2 separate regions of the Bos taurus genome follow, and region 1 is linked to region 2. The links are chromatin contacts, called in public Hi-C maps. All regions are on one chromosome and are shown on one strand. The core of a region is the stretch at or near the end of the contact, and the rest is flanking DNA. Distances in the headings are between cores, read along the strand shown. Region 1 holds the start of AFF1 (ALF transcription elongation factor 1). Region 2 has its middle 48 kb from the start of AFF1.

What was found. A called contact is a pair of places that touch in the nucleus more often than the background predicts.
Region 1: a contact with region 2 is called in a Hi-C map of an unstated tissue, with 2.1 times the contacts expected there. The contact joins the promoter of AFF1 here to the enhancer-like site in region 2. A contact is called at or near these places in 2 of 11 Hi-C or Micro-C datasets (skeletal muscle and an unstated tissue).

What each region holds. Positions count from the first base shown.
Region 1 is chr6:101,907,305-101,910,144 of ARS-UCD2.0, forward strand. It overlaps AFF1 (ALF transcription elongation factor 1), which reads left to right and starts at 1,284. Exons shown (of 21, transcript NM_001191525.3): 1 at 1,284-1,475. The coding sequence starts at 1,459.
Region 2 is chr6:101,859,275-101,861,974 of ARS-UCD2.0, forward strand. It overlaps a transcript of AFF1 not described here. Among named protein-coding and RNA genes, the nearest start is that of AFF1, 48 kb to the right of the region's middle. Within about 2 kb of position 1,362, at least 22 of the 102 cell types and tissues checked have an H3K27ac peak or open chromatin away from gene starts, as enhancers often do.

The DNA of each region.
Region 1 (2,840 bases), core at 34-2,533, 48 kb after region 2:
GTTATTCTAAAAATAGCTGTGACCTTTGAGAAGGTCTCAGGGACTCCCGGGAGACCACGAATCACACTTTGAGAACCACTATAAAGATGCTTTTGTGCCTTCCTCCTACCCCATCAGCCCCCACCCCACAGCCTTGCAGTTTTCAGGCAGATGTCAACATTTCTCTGTCCATGGCTCCTTAGTAATACAGTCTGGAGTAGCTCTGCGAGTTTTGTGACATCGTCATGATTCTAGGCGGCAGGGGGACATGCATTTAAGTTTTCAGCCCCCGACAGCGTGCTGCTGGTCTCCAGTGAGATGCTGAAGCCCACCTTTCCTCCTGTTTGGCGACGTTGTCTCTTGCTTAGCTCTAGGCAGAGTTTAAATGCCTTCCCTGGTCCCCCCAGTAGGACACGGTTTCGTTTGTAATTATAGCGTTTAATATATTGTCGGCTTGCATGCTAAGTTATTTTCTAAAAACTGGTCAGTTCCTTAATGACGTCTTTCGGTGCCAAACGAGTTGCTGTTGCCTTTTCGTGTCTGCATGTTGTCCAGTAACAGAGAGGGCGTTTTGTAAACATTTGTTTCAGTGAAACGAAATCAAAACTGAAAGCCAACAAAGTCTAACAAGTGTGCGGTAGTCACACATTTCCTGACTGTAAGCGTTGGCACGATCAAAAGTAGAGAACTTGGTCTGCTGCTGTGTTTTTTGGTTTTTAATTCCTAGTTCACTTCAGGTTCTGGGGCCCCAATATTCAACACCGATTCAAACCGGGGCTGGAGTTCGGAGCGTCGGGGTACTGCGTGTTCCGGCCGTGTGTGTACATTGCTAAAACCTTGGCAGGAGAGCGGTCGCCAGGAGCCTGCAGGCGGGGCTCGGCTGCGAGCGGGCCAGCTGGGCTGCGTCGGCGCTCGGAGCTCGGCGCCCCCGCCCGGCGCAGCCTCGGGCTCGCCGGGCCGAGCGCCCTGCCCTTTTAAGGAGTCGGGCCGTACCACCAGAACTTTGTGGGCGGGGGTGTCCGGGCGAACTCGGACACCTCGAGGTGAGCCCAAGGACGGTTTTCTTTACCCTGCTAACGCGAGCCGGCGTGCCAGCGCTGCTTGGCGGGAGCTGCGCTTTGGTGGGCTCGGCGCCGAGGGAGCCCTCGAGGCGTCCCTTCCTCCGGAGTCGCCCGCAGGGATCGCGGTCGCTGTGGGCTTCGGACGCGACGCTCCCCCGGCCGGTCCGGAGTGGAGCGCGCCTGCAGAGGCCCCAGTGCCCGGATGTCTATCAGGATTAGCGCGAGCCAATACGCTCGGAGCCGGAGGCTGCGCTGAGGACGGCCGGGCTCCAGGAGCAGGTAGTCCCGTCACCTCGGGGAGTCGCGCTGGGGAATCGTCCCCGCCCGGCCCCGGCAAATGGTGAGCGCGGCGCCGGCAGGAGGGCCGCGGCTTGGAGGCGCTGATGGACGGCAGACCTTGAGCTCTACAGACTGAATTATGGCAGCCCAGTCAAGGTAAGGCAGGCACTGAGAAACTTTTCCAAATGTGTGTGAGTGGCGAGGGGGATGGAAGGTTGCAGAGGAAGGGTTGGGGTACCGTGAAGAAGACGGGCAGGAAGCAGCTTTGTCATTGCTTTCTCATCGTTATTTATGTCAGATTTAAAAGTAAAAAAAAAAAAAGTCTGGAGGACGTACTAGACCATTTCTGCAGAGGACAGGAAGAGGGGTCGAGTTAAAGTTAAGGTTCAAGTTAGATTTCTCTTCTCTGGCCGCCCCCCAACCCCCATAATTATTTTCAGGGAGATCAAGTTGGCTTAACCTGTCTGCCTTTGCCCAAATCGTCCTTTAGTTTCTTTGTGCACCTCATTTAGGTTCTCCTGATTTTTTCCCCCCTCCCTCTGGTAATGCCTTGAGCAGCATTTTGGAAATCAATTAACGCGAAACAGTTCGCCTTGGGGGTTGGTGGTTGAGAATTTGCCAGGTAAGTAACTGGAAATTTTACTGCCAAAACGTACGATCGCACATAAAACGGCACAGCTTTCGTGAATCTGCTGAGTAGGCAAAGACCGGGAATGTACCGGCGTTGGTGAAGGGAGAGGATAATGAACAGCAGTTGCTGTCAGAGGAACGCTATAGTAAGAACCTCCAGCTCTGACTTTCCCTGGTTTGTTACCTCTTCTTTTTTTTCCTTTTGGTAAATGAGCCTTTAAGAGCGATGACAAGGCGTCAGTGATTATGAGATTCAGACTGCTGTGTGGCTGTCATTTTAGTAGTGACAGCAGTTGGGGCTAAAGGAGGCTTAAGAACTTAGATATGCCGTCTTTTTTAACTTTCAGTTTTATTAGAAAGTCCTTTGGTGTCACGTTTAAAATAATTGGAGGGCTCCTCAAGTTGCTTTTTGAGGTCGTAGAGTCATTTGGGGGAACCTTACAAGGCTAAACACAAGTCGGGTCTGAAGACCCAGATATGTCAGAGAAATAGATGCTTTCCTGTTGAAGGGTAGGCTTGATGAGTTTACATTTTTTTTCCTAAGAGATAGAACTTCATAGGAAGAGAACTTCACTCTATAGAGTGTCTCCTATATGCTCTGTATATAATTAATCCTCTCCTCTCAGTGGTTTATCTCCTGCCCCCATTTTATTGGTTTTTCTAAGAAGGAGATTCTTGGGGCCGTGTTGTAGGAAAACTTTGCTGAGAAACTACAGTTGCATCTTGATTTTTACTAGTCTTGACTGAAATGTAAACTGCCCGAAGGGTCCAGGGCATCAAAACCTTGGATTAAGATATTGTGATTAAGAAACTAAATAGCATCTAACAGCGCTCAAAGCTAGAAAGCAGGGATTTGAACTCAGGTGTGAGTGATTTCAGTGTCTGTGCCCT
Region 2 (2,700 bases), core at 112-2,611:
AATTTCAGATAGTGTAAGTACTGTGAAAAGATAAGCATGGCCAACACTGTTCTTTTCCTCCCCAGTGCTCATTCCCATTTTTTGTTGCTAAGAGAACCTTGATTATGCATGCGATTAAACTGGGCGCAGCCTTAGGTGACAGATCATGTTTGTTCTCAGCCAGTGATAACAATTTGTATCTTGATTTACCTGTTTCCTCTGAAGCTGGAGGAGGCCATGTGACCTCGTTTTGGTTTTCAGGTAGTAAAGGTTTGGGGAAGGACTTTCCTGATGTGGCTGACATAGCCACACCTTCCTCCTCCCATCTTCCTCCTGCTTGGCATGTTGAAAAGATGTCTGGTTATGACCAGCAACCTTTTTGTACAAAGAGATGATGTGCCTAAAGACAGCACGCTAAATGTGGCCGAGCAGGAAGAGCCAGAGTTCCAAATGGCCTCATTGTATGGCTAAAATTATACCACTAGCCACCTTCCTTTAGACTTGCTATTGTTGCTGTTGTTCAATCTCTAAGTTGTGTTTGACTGTGGATTGCAGCACCCCAGGCTTCGCTGTCCTTCACTATCTCCCGGACTTTGCTTAGATTCATATCCATTGAGCTGGTGATGCTATCTAACCGCCTTGTTCTCTGCCGCCCTCTTCCCCTTTTGCCTTCAATCTTTCCCAGCATCAAGGTCTGGAGAAATTGTTGTTTAGTCGCCAAATCATGTCTGACTCTTTGCAACCCCATGGATGGTAGCTCGCACCAGGCTCCTCTGCCCATGGGATTTTCCAGGCAAGAATACTGGAGTGGGTTGCCATTTCCTTCTCCAGGGGATATTCCCAACCTAGGGATTGAACCCACATCTCCTGCATTGGCGGGTGGGTTCTTTAGCAATAAGCCACCAGGGGAGTCCAGAAATATTAGAAGCCACTGTTAATTAAACAATTATTACTTGCAGCTAGACACATTCTGAACCCATATAGAATATAATGAAATAGCGCATGGGTTGGCTGCAGGCACATCAGTGCTACATTTGCAGCTGCATTCAGGGAGGGCTCTTGGAGAACGTGTTATTTGAGCTGAACGATGGGAGGGAGCTAACAGGCTGTGGGATGTGGACTTGAGTTTGGGGCCTGAACCTTGTTCAAGGCGGTGTCCGCCTTGAAACAGAGGGTTTGAAATGGAGAAGAGGTCGTTGGGGAAATCGTGTTACATTATGAATGTCCTGAGGGCTTCATGTGGCACTGGAGAGCTAAAGGAACTGTAGGCGATCATGTCAGTTGGGGGCCCTGAGAGTATGAACTGCTTGGGGTAGAGTTCTGGAGAATTCAGATGAAAACAGTGTATGACCCATGACTCACCGCTGACACATTGCCAGTTACCAAGAGGCTGTTATTCCTGGAGGGTATGTGTGGAAAAGGGGAAGGCAAGCTGACCAGGGACCAGACCAGACCAGACATCCTCAGGCCTCTGGGCAGTTGTTTTCCTCATATTCTCTGGAAACTGGGTCATGGTCATGGGGCTTTGAGACCTACTTAGCAGCTGTTTGTCCAGTAGAAACGCTTCTCTAATGTATGGATTGTCTTGAACATGTACTTTGGTTGGCAGAAAAATAACCAGAACAGCTACTACTATTGAATGTTCACCATGAGCTTGGCATTGTGCTAAAAATATGACACCCATTTCATTTAACCCTCCAGCAACCCCCAGGAAGCTCCATGTTAATGATAAGAAGGCTGAGACCTTGAGGTCATATAGCTAGGAGGTTGCAAAGCAGGCCTATAAACCAGCACATCATCGCAAAGGCCCCTGAGAGTAGGTTCCCAGGACTGTGCTAGATTTGGAAGCACTTAATGGCCTAAAACCGGAGGGAGGTTCATGAGGGAGGGGACATACATATACCTATGGCTGATTCATGCTGATACATGGCGGAAACCAACACAGTATTGTAAAGCAATTATACTCCAATTAAAAATAAATTTAAAATATAAATAAAATGTAAAAAAAAAAAAACCACCCTAAAACAGAATATTTGAAAATATCCTGAGTCTTTTTTTTTGTATTCCTCTTCTTCTTTCCTTGTAATTATATATGTGTATGGTGTGAGTGTCTGTAAAACTTCAAAAAAAAAAAAACAACAACTTTTTTTTTTACTTGAAATGTTTTTCCTTCTATTTTGGGGAGAAAAAGCAGTTTGATGTATGTGACATTTTTATTTCTGAATAAATTTGCATTGCAAGAGGCTGAAAGGACTGTGGAAGGGTCACTTAAATAGATCTGACAGAGTGCATGTCTACATGAAACAGTCTGTGTCAGTTACATAAAAGGTAAGATCGACATTGCTGACTTAAATAAGAACTGCTGTGTACTGAATGTCCATGATGTGTCAGTGTGCGGGGCATTTTAGCTAGATTTATAAAGCACTGTTCTTGGTGACTCTGTAAAATAGGCCATTTTTCCATTTTACAGGTGGGAGCACTGAGGCTGGTAGAGCTTAATTTGCCCAAAGTGATCACCTGTCTTGCTTAAGCTTCCTTTTTTTTTTTGGCTGTACAGCATTACTCTATTTTTAAAATAGAGCCACGTTGGAATCTTACCTGCTTTACATTAAAAAAAATTATTTCATTTATTTGGCTGTTGGGTCTTAGATGTGGCACACAGGATCTTCGTTGCATCGTTCAGGATCTTTCATTGTGGAGCGCCAGCTCTAGTTGCCACAT